Regions from separate parts of the Rattus norvegicus genome. Here region 2 is linked to region 1. A link is a contact called in public Hi-C data. All regions are on one chromosome and are shown on one strand. The core of a region is the stretch at or near the end of the contact, and the rest is flanking DNA. Distances in the headings are between cores, read along the strand shown. Region 1 overlaps Irak2 (interleukin-1 receptor-associated kinase 2). Region 2 holds the start of Tatdn2 (TatD DNase domain containing 2).

What was found. A called contact is a pair of places that touch in the nucleus more often than the background predicts.
Region 2: a Hi-C map of prefrontal cortex shows a contact between it and region 1, with 4 times the contacts expected there. The contact joins the promoter of Tatdn2 here to the enhancer-like site in region 1. A contact is called at or near these places in 11 of 12 Hi-C or Micro-C datasets (the A7r5 cell line, the Rat2 cell line, Schwann cells and 6 more).

What each region holds. Positions count from the first base shown.
Region 1 is chr4:148,344,227-148,350,083 of GRCr8, forward strand. Irak2 (interleukin-1 receptor-associated kinase 2) reads left to right here. Exons shown (of 13, transcript NM_001025422.1): 2 at 5,561-5,743. It overlaps LOC120102364 (a long non-coding RNA gene), which reads right to left. Exons shown (of 3, transcript XR_005503822.2): 2 at 5,581-5,792. Among named protein-coding and RNA genes, the nearest start is that of Irak2, 5.4 kb to the left of the region's middle. Within about 2 kb of position 3,390, at least 45 of the 93 cell types and tissues checked have an H3K27ac peak or open chromatin away from gene starts, as enhancers often do. A contact at or near this core is called in Schwann cells, kidney, liver and 1 more, where this site is marked.
Region 2 is chr4:148,398,864-148,404,122 of GRCr8, forward strand. It overlaps Tatdn2 (TatD DNase domain containing 2), which reads left to right and starts at 1,897. Exons shown (of 8, transcript NM_001109252.1): 1 at 1,897-2,072; 2 at 2,178-2,588. The coding sequence starts at 2,184.

The DNA of each region.
Region 1 (5,857 bases), core at 2,140-4,639:
CTCAAACTGGTGGTCCTCCTGCCTCAGCTCCTCTGAAGCAGGGGTTGTATACACCTGGCAATGAACTCTTTTTCTCTTAAAAGCATTTTCACTCTTTGTAGTGGTCTGGGATGATGACATCTAAGATAAAGGGAAATGGCTCTCTGTTGTGCCCTCAGCCTTCCTGTCCCCTCCTTGCAGGCTCTGTCCTAGTTCAGGGTGCCCAGATTGTCCAGGGAACTCTGTGTCCCAACACTTGGGTGATCTAGACTGACTTGGATTCTTTCCTGGCCAGCTATGTGTGTGTAGGCAGGGGCAGTGGTCTTTAATTAATTTTTTTTTCATTTCAGCCAAGCCCTGAACTACACATAACCTTCTGTTCCTAGAATATTAATGTTAGAGGCACATTTTTGACTTTGGGGGAAAAAACCATTGTTAAAAAATTTTATGGACCAGGTGTGGTAGTGGTGCTGGCAGCACACACAACTTTAATCCCAGGACTCAGGAGGCACAGGCAGGCTGATCTGTGAGTTTGAGGCCAGCCTGGTTTACAGAGAGGATTCCAGAAAGAAAGAAAGAAAAAAATTTATGAGGCTGAAGTGTGGCTCAGTGGTAGAGTGTGTGCTTACTGTGCCTAAAGCTCTGGGTTCGGCTACTGGAATGAAATAACACAGGGAGGGAGGGAAGGAGGGAGGAAGGGAAGAAGGGAGGAGGGAAGGAGGGAGGGAGGAAAGGAGGGAGGGAGAAGTTAGTGGGTAAGAAAAAGCCTGTTACACAGATGTGTAATTCCCAAATTTAGGAAGCAGAGGTAGGAAAATCAGGATCGAATTCCACTCCAGCCTGGGCTACTTGAGAGCCTGCTTCAAAAGTCAAAAAACAAGCAAGCAAGCAAATGGTAAACAAATAAATAGCAAACAAACCCATGATCAACCATCACATAATCCACACATGTAAAGAGCACCTCACAAACAAACCTATGATCAACCATCACATAGTCCACACATGTAAAGAGCACATCACAAACAAACCCATGATCAACCATCACATAATCCACACATGTAAAGAGTACCTCACAAACAAACAAGCAAACCCATGATCAACCATCACATAATCCACACATGTAAAGAGTCCCTCACAAACAAACAAATCCATGATCAACCATCACATAATCCACACATGTAAAGAGCGCCTCAGTGCCCTTAACTCATTCACAGAGCTATGATCGCACACACTCTTGTATACACCATACATTCCCCCAGCCCTTGCCCCCTCCACTCTAGGTGTTTTCTGTTGTAGCATTTTATGTGAGTGGGACCATCTCAAGTGCACTGTCCTTTATGAATGGCTTTGTCATTTAGTGAGTCTTAAGGGGTCGTTCATGTTGTAGTGTATGTGAGTTGTGAATCACTTTCCTTCCGTCCCCTCCCTCCCGCCTCTCTCCCACCCCTCCCATTTTTCTCATTTACTCTCCTATTCTCCCTTCCTCCCTTTTCCAGTGATGAAAATGGAACCAAGGGTCTCTCAAATGCTGGGCATGTACACCATTAATGAGCTGTACCCCTTGTTCTAGTCTCTCTCTCTCTCTCTCTCTCTCTCTCTCTCTCTCTCCACACACACACACACCCCTCATCCTCCCTGCCTCTACCTTACTGGCTTCCTTTGGACCTGGTCTTTGCCTATGATCCAACCTTAGGTGGCTGCATTTTCTCAGCCCAGAGGCTGCTGTGAGGCCAAGGCTAGCCCTCCCTGTGCAGCTGGCAACTGGTCTCAGGACTCTGGTTTTCCTGGCCCCCAAAGGAGGGAGAATGTGGATTGTCCTTCTATTCCGAAGTCTAGGCTGCTGAGTCAGTCTAGCAAAAGTGATCTTGTGCTGTGGTCCTGGGAGAGACTGTGTGGGAGTGTGGGAAAATCTAACACGGTTTAGAAAACCCACAGCCACAACTGTGCACACTCCTTTGGATCAGTTGGTAGACATCTGCCTTTGATTGATTCTCTGTGGTCAGAGCTGCGCTCAGTTGCTCTTGGGGAGAAGACTTGTAGTATCTGTCTGAGTCTGTGTAAAATGGGGTTCCTAAGTGTCATCTACCTGGGAGTGTGCACAGGGACCCCTGCAGGAGCCCCTTAACTGCACCTCTCTCCTTGCTCACTGCGCATTTCAGCCTTTGTGTACTGCCTAGCTGTGTGACCTCATGCAAGTGACTGTGTCTCTGAGCCATTCATCTGTTAAGAGGCTGAAGGAATACAGAGCTTTCCCTTGCCCTACCAGGATGACTTTGGCCAGTCAGGAGAGGGGCAGATGACACTGGGGAGGGTCATTTCAGGAGGGTGGGCTGCCCCTGTTCTGGAGGACTTTAAAGATGGGTAAGCTTGGGGCTGGGGATTTAGCTCAGTGGTAGAGCGCTTACCTAGGAAGCGCAAGGCCCTGGGTTCGGTCCCCAGCTCCGAAAAAAAGAACCAAAAAAAAAAAAAAAAAAGATGGGTAAGCTTTCCCCAGGATTCAGGAATCAACATGAAATAATGGTTTCTCTGTGAGTATAACACATTGCCAAATGCTATTTCAAATCTCCCAGAATAGTGAGTTCATCGTATCCATGGAGTCACCCATGAGGTCTAAGAGGAAACGGAGGCTCTGGGAAAGGTGATAGGCCTTTGCTAAATGCACAGCAAATTCTGGGGGGATTTGAACCAGGGCTGCTCACTCACATGCTGTGTCTGTCAGCTTTCAGGCACTGTGACTAACACCCTAGGGAATCAATAGCCTTAGAAAGAAGAAAGCACATTTTGGGAGATTTTAGCATGTAGTCTCTTGATTCTGCGTTGCACCTGTGGCAATGTCTCATGACAAAGCCTCTTTATGGAAGGGGCTGGGCTCCCATAAGCCCACTGAGAGCACATCTCTGAGTACTGGGGAGACTCCCTCTGGGTCTCATCTCTTAAAGTTCCTACCTCTCCAGGTACTAAACGGGACCAAGCCTTTAGCATAGGGCCTTTTGTGGGACACCAGACCTGAAGAGTAGCATTCCCACACATGGGAAAGTCTGGAAGATTGAGTTGCCTGAAAGCAACCAGTAGGGTTCCTCGAGTCTATTAGGTAGGGCTTTGATTTTCTCTCTTCCATAATGACCAGATTAATAAGAGTTATGGCCTAGTGGGGGCCCTTGTCAGTGACTGGATCCTTCCTCCCTCCATCTCTGCTTGTCCTACCCCTGGGTGCAGTGCTAATGGATCAGTACCTTAAGAGATACCGGCTTCAACTAAACTGTCCCTTTTCAAAGGCACACTGGAGTTCACTTCCTGTTTCTCTTGGGAGGAAATTGAAATTCACAGAGGCTCTAAGCTCTGGCTGGTGCCCTGGCTGTAGGAGCCCCACTATTGCCAGTGTCCTTACTGGGCTAGCTTTGGTATGACGTCACACGTTCCTCTTTGCTCCTTGTGAACAGTTGGAAGGGGACTCTGAGCCTGCTTAAATCACTTCCTGCTGGCTAGGAATCTGATGTGGAGTTTCCAGTGACTAAAACTGAAACTCTGGAACTTTCCATTCCTACAGGGCACTTCTGGCGACTCTCTCTGAGGGAGAATGATATGGTCCTTCCTCATTTATCCAGAGGGGACTGACAGTGTATGGACTGTTGTGTTTATCTGGGCTCTGATGGCTTCCGTAGTCCTACAGAGTTCTTAGCTCTTCCTGTTCCCGGCTCTGTCCTCCCAAGCTCATACTCCAAACAGAAAAGCTCCGTGGAGCTTTGGAGTTAGCAGTTTACTCTAGAGCTCATCCTGGTCTGGTGTTTAATGCTTAATGGCATTTTTCTTTGGTGGTGCTGGGACTCGAACCCAGACCCTCATGCACGGGAGGCAAGCGCTACACCAGCAGAGTACACTCATAGTCCCCAGCCACCTGACTCTGTGTTCACATACATTCCTGTTCTGTGATTTTTCTTTTTTAACTCCTCATTTTTGTTCAGTTTTGTTTGGCTGTCCTGGGGACGGGGCTGAGGGTCTCCCGCACGCACTGGCTGCTGTTCCTTCTTCATGCCGCCTTGAAGTCTCTCTCTCTCTCTCATGCTTTCCTATGTCAATAAACTAAGTGGCAAGGCTGGTCGTGGTGGGTCATGCATTTAATTCTAGCACTTGAGCTAGGAGAAGGCAGATTCCTGAGAGTTCAAGGCCAGCTTGTTCTATAGAGTGAGACCCTATCTCAAAACAAACAAACAAACAAACAAACCCAATCAGTGGGATACTATGTAACAACTAAAAAATGCCATTTAAGAGCTGGGAGTGTGGCTCAGTGGTTTAGCATGCATGAGGCCCTAGTTTTGAGCCCTAGTTCTTCAAAACACAAAAGTTCATTCACTCAAACTGACAAATTCCTTATGGGTTAGACAGCAAAGCTCAGAGTGAGGTTATACAGGATGAGTCTCTGGGTTCAGTACCCAGCACCATGCCAATAAAAACAATAATAAAATTAATGTTTTTTGATAAAAAAAAAATTAAGACAGGGTCTTACTATGTAGTCCAAGTTGGCCTGGAACTCACTATGTAGACCAGGGTGGCCTCAAATTCACTGAAGACCTCTTGCCTCTGCTTCCAGGGCGTTAGTATTAAAGGCATTCACCATCAAGCTTGGCAAACAGTAATGCAACTACAAAGTAGCCATTTATGAGGCGCCTGGATCAACTGGGAGAAGCTTGAACTACAGCATTAATAAATAGAAGAGGCCTTAACTATTGTCCATCAAATTCTGTGTAAAGCCAGCACCTGGGATTGGGGATTTAGCTCAGCGGTAGAGCGCTTGCCTAGCAAGTGCAAGGCCCTGGGTTCGGTCCCCAGCTCCGGAAAAAAAAGAAAAAAAGAAAAGAAAAGAAAAGAAAAAGCCAGCACCCGTGTGAAGGACTAGAGGACTTAGCTTGGTGGAGTTGGCCTGGGAGGGTGGGATACAGTGTGTCTTTTCCATCTATTTTATACCAAAAAATAAGAATATTGGAGGCTGCTCTGGACTGCACAGCAAGACCTTGTATCAAAAACAAGGTAAGAGAAGGGGAGCGTAGTATTATTGCCAACATAGTTCCTTGCAGTTCTTCCCCGAGCTTCAGAGTTAGCATGGCGCCAACCCCGTGGGCCGTCTTGGTTCCTGTGACAGTTCTACCATTTGTCACTCATCGATCATAGACATGCTAGTTTTTCCGACCAGGGTTGAGACTTAGTGAGCCAGGGGCTCAGGGAACAACATCTGGGGACACTTGTTGGGGTCCTGCAAGAACAGGGAGGGCATCCCTAAGGCTTAGGGCTTCCCTACCTTGCTGCCCTCCACTCCTCTGCATCCTACCCTGCTGCCCTGAGCCAGCCAGTTTCTCCATTTGAGAGGCAGCAGTGATGGGGACACTTGCTGGGGTCCTGCTCCCCACCGAGGCTTATGCTGGGGAAGAGACCATTCCAGGCAAAAAAACTACAGAGGTTCATGGCTCCCAAACTCCTAAGATCTTCATCCTTCTGGGATGTAGTAGCCACGTTGACAGGGAGGAACAGTGACTCTCCCTTGAGGCAGTGCCTCCAGCTCTAAGCGGAATCCTCTCTTGCCTTCCAGCTTCCTATGTGATCACAGACCTGACACAGCTGAGGAAGATCAAGTCCATGGAGAGGGTTCAGGGGGTGAGCATCACCCGGGAGCTGCTGTGGTGGTGGTCCATGCGGCAGGCCACTGTCCAGCAGCTGGTGGACCTCCTGTGTCACCTGGAACTCTACCGAGCTGCCCAGATTGTCCTGAGCTGTGAGTAACCATCTGTCCCCAGGGGAGTCTCTCAGCGAGGGCTGTGTGTCTGAAAAGACATTATCGATCTTTTGTCAGTACAGTGGGTGGAACTGAGTGGGCCCAGGTGAACTG
Region 2 (5,259 bases), core at 647-3,146, 53 kb after region 1:
CAAATCAAACCAAAACAACCATCCCTCCACCTACCCACCCCCCAAAAAAACCAAAAAGAAAATAAAAACCCCACAAATAGAGTTGGCTTCTGGGATGGTTAATCTTCACTGTCAACTTGGGTTAACAACCGCCTAGGAGCTAGATATGCTCTGGTTGTGACTATGAGGGAGTTTACAGGGAAGATTAACAGAGGACAGAAGACTCTTTCTGAGTATGGGAGGTGCTTATTCCATGGGCTGGGCTCCTGCATTGAATAATTAAAAAAAAAAAGAAAAAGAAAAAAGCCAGCTGCGTTTGGAGAGCCTTTTGTTCTTGTCACCATAGCCATCAGCCCATGAGCTCTCTGAGAATGATGGGTTTACTCTTAAGTAGTGTGACATACTCTTCCCCTTTACTTTTTTGGTTGTGGGTGGGGCGTTTTATGTACCACAAGCTGGCCTGGAATTCCTGATCCTCCCCTCCGATACCTTCAGAGGGCCGGGATATCAAACAGGCTTGTGTGACACCTGGTTTATTTGGTGATAAGGATCAGAAACTTGCTTCTCCTCTAAGTGCTCTAAGTGCTGCAATCATTACCTTTTCTGGGGTTGGTGTGGGAAGGTTTGAAACAGGGTCTCAAGTAGTTTGGAGGTGACCTTAAACTCTGGATCCGGGGGTTGGGGATTTAGCTCAATGGTAGAGCGCTTGCCTAGGAAGCGCAAGGCCCTGGGTTCGGTCCCCAGCTCCGGGGGGGGGGGGGGGGGGGGAACAAAAAAAAAAACTCTGGATCCTCTGGCCTATGCCTGCCTAGATGTGGGATTACAAGTTGGTATTACTTTTTATTTCTAGAAGTAGTCTCACTCGGAAGCCTAGGTTGATCTGGAACTCAAGCTATCCCAAATTGGCTTCCAACTCATAGCAGTTCCCCAGCCTCAGCTACCCAAATGGAATTATAGATGTGAGCCACCATGGCTCCTTCATGCTCCTCCCTGATCCCCAAACCCCATTAACATTTTTTTTTCGTTGTAGGCAGGGTCTAAAATGTCTAGGCTGGACTTGAATTTGACAATTCTTCTGCCTCTTCTTCCTGAGCAGTTGGCTTTACAGGTCTATCCAGCAGGACTGGTTCTGGGGTGTGTGTGTGCGCGCGCGCGCGTGCGTGTGTGTGTGTGTGTGTGTGTGTGTGTGTGTGTGTGTGTGTGTGTGTGTGTGTGTGATGGCTCGTGACTTCTAACCCCAATTTCGTCACTTTCTGGGTGTGTCACTTGGTTTTTTTACAGAACCAGTTTCCTGTATTGTAAAAAAAAAAAAAAAAAAAAAAAAAAAGGTGACAAGGCCTGGCACGCGCGTCCGGTACCAAGGGCCCACCCAATGGCCCTGCAGCAGTGTTTTCGGCTCCCCGGCGTCCCCAGCAGGCCCTTCGCGCTGCTCTAGGGCCACGTGAGAAGCACCGCCCCACATCGCTCCTAACCAACTAGTGAGCTTCGTGAGGCGTAGGGGCACGCCCCAGAACGTTGGACCAACAGGCGCGCTGCGTCTTGTCCTGAGTTACGCCCCTCTCCCTTTGGAGCAATAGGCGCTGTCCCTGGCTCTGGCTCCGCCCCTGCCGCACGCCGGCCCCAAGGCAGGTTCAGCGGAGCTTACGCTGAGGCTGCGGAGTAGGCGGCGGGGCGAGGCCTTGGGTGAGGGCGCGGTGAGGCGCTGGGCCGGGTCAGCTGGACTAGCTGAGGTGACTTCCGGCGCGCGGCTCCGGAGGCCAGTGGCTCCCTCAGGCCCGGGGCGGGACGGGGCGGCGGGAGCCGAGCGGCCACCCCGCCCGCGGCCCGCCCTTGGCGTCCGGGGCCTGCGGGCGCGTGCAGCCCAAAGGGCGGCTTCGCACGCGCTCGGCCCCCCGCGAGGGGCTTCGGAAGGTTGCCCGCTGCTCCGGAAGCGCCTCGGCGTCTCGGGAGTGGCGCGGTGTTGACAGCTGCGCTTGCCGACTTCGGCTGCGCGTCGTTCGGGTTCGGCGCTCGGCCCGTGGGCGCTTCTCGGAGCGGTGTGGCGTCCCTGAAGCCCGCAGCACTGGGATGGGCAGACGACAGGAACGGGAAAGGTCAGTGGGGCCGATCCTCGCCATTGCCCTAGCGGCTTCCTGGTGGTGCGAGGTGAGCAGCCGCGAAGGCTGCTGCTACAATCCTTGTCCCTCTGTTCCTGGCAGGTGCCCATGGCGTCGGAACGGCGCAAGGTCAAGTATCACTGGGGCAGCACGTCGGAAGGGTGTCCCAGCAAGCGCAGCCGCCCCCGGGAGCCCCGCAATGTGGCCCCCTCCAGCCGGCCAGGTCGCAGGTTTGCGTCGCGTCCTCGAGGGGCCAGCAGCCCCCAGCGTCTGAAAGTCCGGCGCGGGGACGATGTGGCCCGCGCGCCTCGGAGCTCAGCCCGTCGCCGCACCTCCTCTTCCTCTTCGTTGTCCTCTCTTTCTTCGGGCTCAGGTGCGGGTGGGGCCGCATCCCCTGGCTTCCTGTCTGCGAGCCCTCGCAGATTACTTACGTCCAAAGGATCCTCTCTGCACCCTGCCCACTCCTCCCTAGAAGAAATGGCTTCTCTGCGGAAGGAAGCTTGTAGCGTGAAGGTACGTGGCAGCGACGTCTGGCAAACGGTGAAGTCCCTTGCACGTGGCTATGAGGGGTGTCGAGAAGAAATTTGGTGGGAGAATAAAAATGAGACCCTTTTTGCATAGGGCCTGGGGGCGTGGGGGAGGGGCTCAGGGTTGGAGCTCAGTGTAGAGGGAGTTTTCAAACTTGGTGGCATTTGGAACTACTAGGAAAGCTTGACAATGGTCGTGGCCTGCCATCCCAGAGTGATTAAAGATGTCTTCTTGGAGGGATCTCTGCAACCTTCGGGTGATTGTAAATGAACAGCGGGACTGGAGGGTCACCACAATGGAATGTGGAATAATCCCCAGGAAAGAGGATGTAGATTTTGGTCAGTTTAAAGAAATTGCCTTTGGGGCTGGAGAGAAAGCATATACAGCTCTTGAAGGAGGACCCAAGTTCTGAGAGCCCAGGTCGTATGTATGGTTCATAATCAGTAATTCCAGCTCCCAGCAATCCCATTCCTTTGGCCTCCATGGGTTATTTACATGAGCATTTACCCACATACATATACTTAGTTAAAAGTAAAATTAAATTGGAACTACTCTGAATCTGCGCAGCTAAGGAATTCAACTCTTAGTGTGGCTTTTCACCAAAGTTGTGGATTCCTGCATGATGACATTCTCTTCGGGTGGTTTGGTTAATAGGGTTTTGGATTTTTGAGACATGGTCTCTCTGTACACCAAGCTGTCCTGAAACCCACAGATCCCTGCCTGGTTTAAAGGCATATGCCATCCCTAGCTAGGGTGGTTTTTTTAGTTTATTAATAGTTACCTTTGGAGATCAAGTCTAGTTCCCCAGTGGAAGCACCCAGTGGGGTTTGTAAGTTCTTGGAGCAGGTTGAGGAGTGCTTCTAAGAGTGGACCCATTTCAGGTTTTGAGTAGATTTACTGAGGCCTGCTTTGTGCCATGCAGTGTTCTAGGAGTGTGAGATTCTAAAGTAACTGTAAAACAAAGGTCCCTACTCCTTTACTGATAATACAATGTAGATTTTGGACCTCTGGTAGTCAGGCATTGTGTATGTAGAAAAGTGTTTAGAGACAGTCTTATTTTGGGGGAAGATAGGCTGCCCCTAGGGAAAGCAACAAAGGTAGTCTGTAAGGAGAGAGTTTAAAACCTTTCCTGATGGTTTCTTTTCTAGAAGGACTCATCTAGTCTAGGTTTGTATGTAGCCAAGAATGACCTTGAACTCCCAGTCCTCCAGTCTGGACCTCCAGTGTTGGAGGTACAGGCCTGTGTCACTATGCTTGACTTTTTTGGTGGTTTCATAAATGAAGCTGTGTCTTGGCTGCTTAACTGGACTGCTCTTTGGCTAAGTGTTTTTCTTTTTCTAAGGTTTATTAATTTTCATTTCATGTACGTTGGTCTTTTGCCTGAATGTGTGAGTGTGTCAGGTTGCCTGGAACTGGAGTTACAACAGACAATTGGGAGCTGCTGTTGATGCTGGGGATTGAACTTGGGTTCTCTGAAAGAGCCACACTAGTGCTTATAACTGCTCTCTCCCAACCCCAAGTGTTTGTTTGCTAATCACATGCTCTGCAGCTGAGTTTCACCTTCAGCCCATGCCCCATGCTTTCTCAATAATAAACTTTATGGCCTGAGGTCTGGAGGGAAAGAATTTTTCTAAGTTCACAGATAACGGCGAATTGCAAAGTGGTCTTTGGCAGAACAGTACTGACTGTAGCTCAGATGTAAGTCAGGTCATACAACTTAATCTTGTTACTAGTTCATCCACGTGGGTTTTGGACAGTACCACTGTTAGATGATGGCATTTTGACACAATGTCAGGGATAGGAACTTTCAATCTCAGGCTCTGCTGCTGCTTGCCAGTTAATTGAGGGTATGGCCTCCAATCTGAGTCTAATCCTAGCCAGGTTCTGTCTTTCATGAAGGCCACTGGGGTCTCCTTTGATGGTTGCAATCAGTACTTGAGTCTTATTGTATGCCCAACATTCTTTTGGGTCACAGAGTCAGGCACTGTGTGATGAGAGGACTGGGGAGATGGCCCCATGACCTCAGGAAGTATAGGCCTCCTTCTTGTGCCCTTGTTGTCGTAAGTCTCAGGTGTGTGCTGGCACAGCTGAGGAGCATTGATGAAAACATTTTCCCAGGGCCTTTTCAGGTTGCTTACTCTTTGTCCTCCCCAGCTCTGCCTTCTTTGACTTCAACAGGAGCACACTTGGCTTTGTGTGCTCCAAGTTTTCAGCTCAGAACTCTCAGTGACAGGGCACAGAATGTTCAAAAGGAAGATGTTTGAACATTTCTCTTATTTACTCCCTGCTAGGATGGCTTGGGACCTCAATGAGCTAGGCAAGTACTCGATTACTGAGTTATATCACCTGCTGCTAGTTAATAGACAGTCCTGATGTCTACCTCACTTTGTCCTTTTGTTATTTCTTAAGTCTGAAGTTGACTCTTTTTGTTTTGAGAGGTTCTTACAACTTAGTTTGGCCTTGAAATTCTGATCCTCTTGACTATACTGAGTTCTGGGACAGATATTCCTACCATGCTGGGAATGCTGTGACTACTGTTTCTTCCTCTTCTTCCTCCTCCTCCTCCTCTTCCTTCTCTTCATCTAGAGTTGTTTCTTTTTAAAATGTTTATTGGGTTTGAAGAGATGACTGAGTGGTTAAGAGCACTGACTGCCCT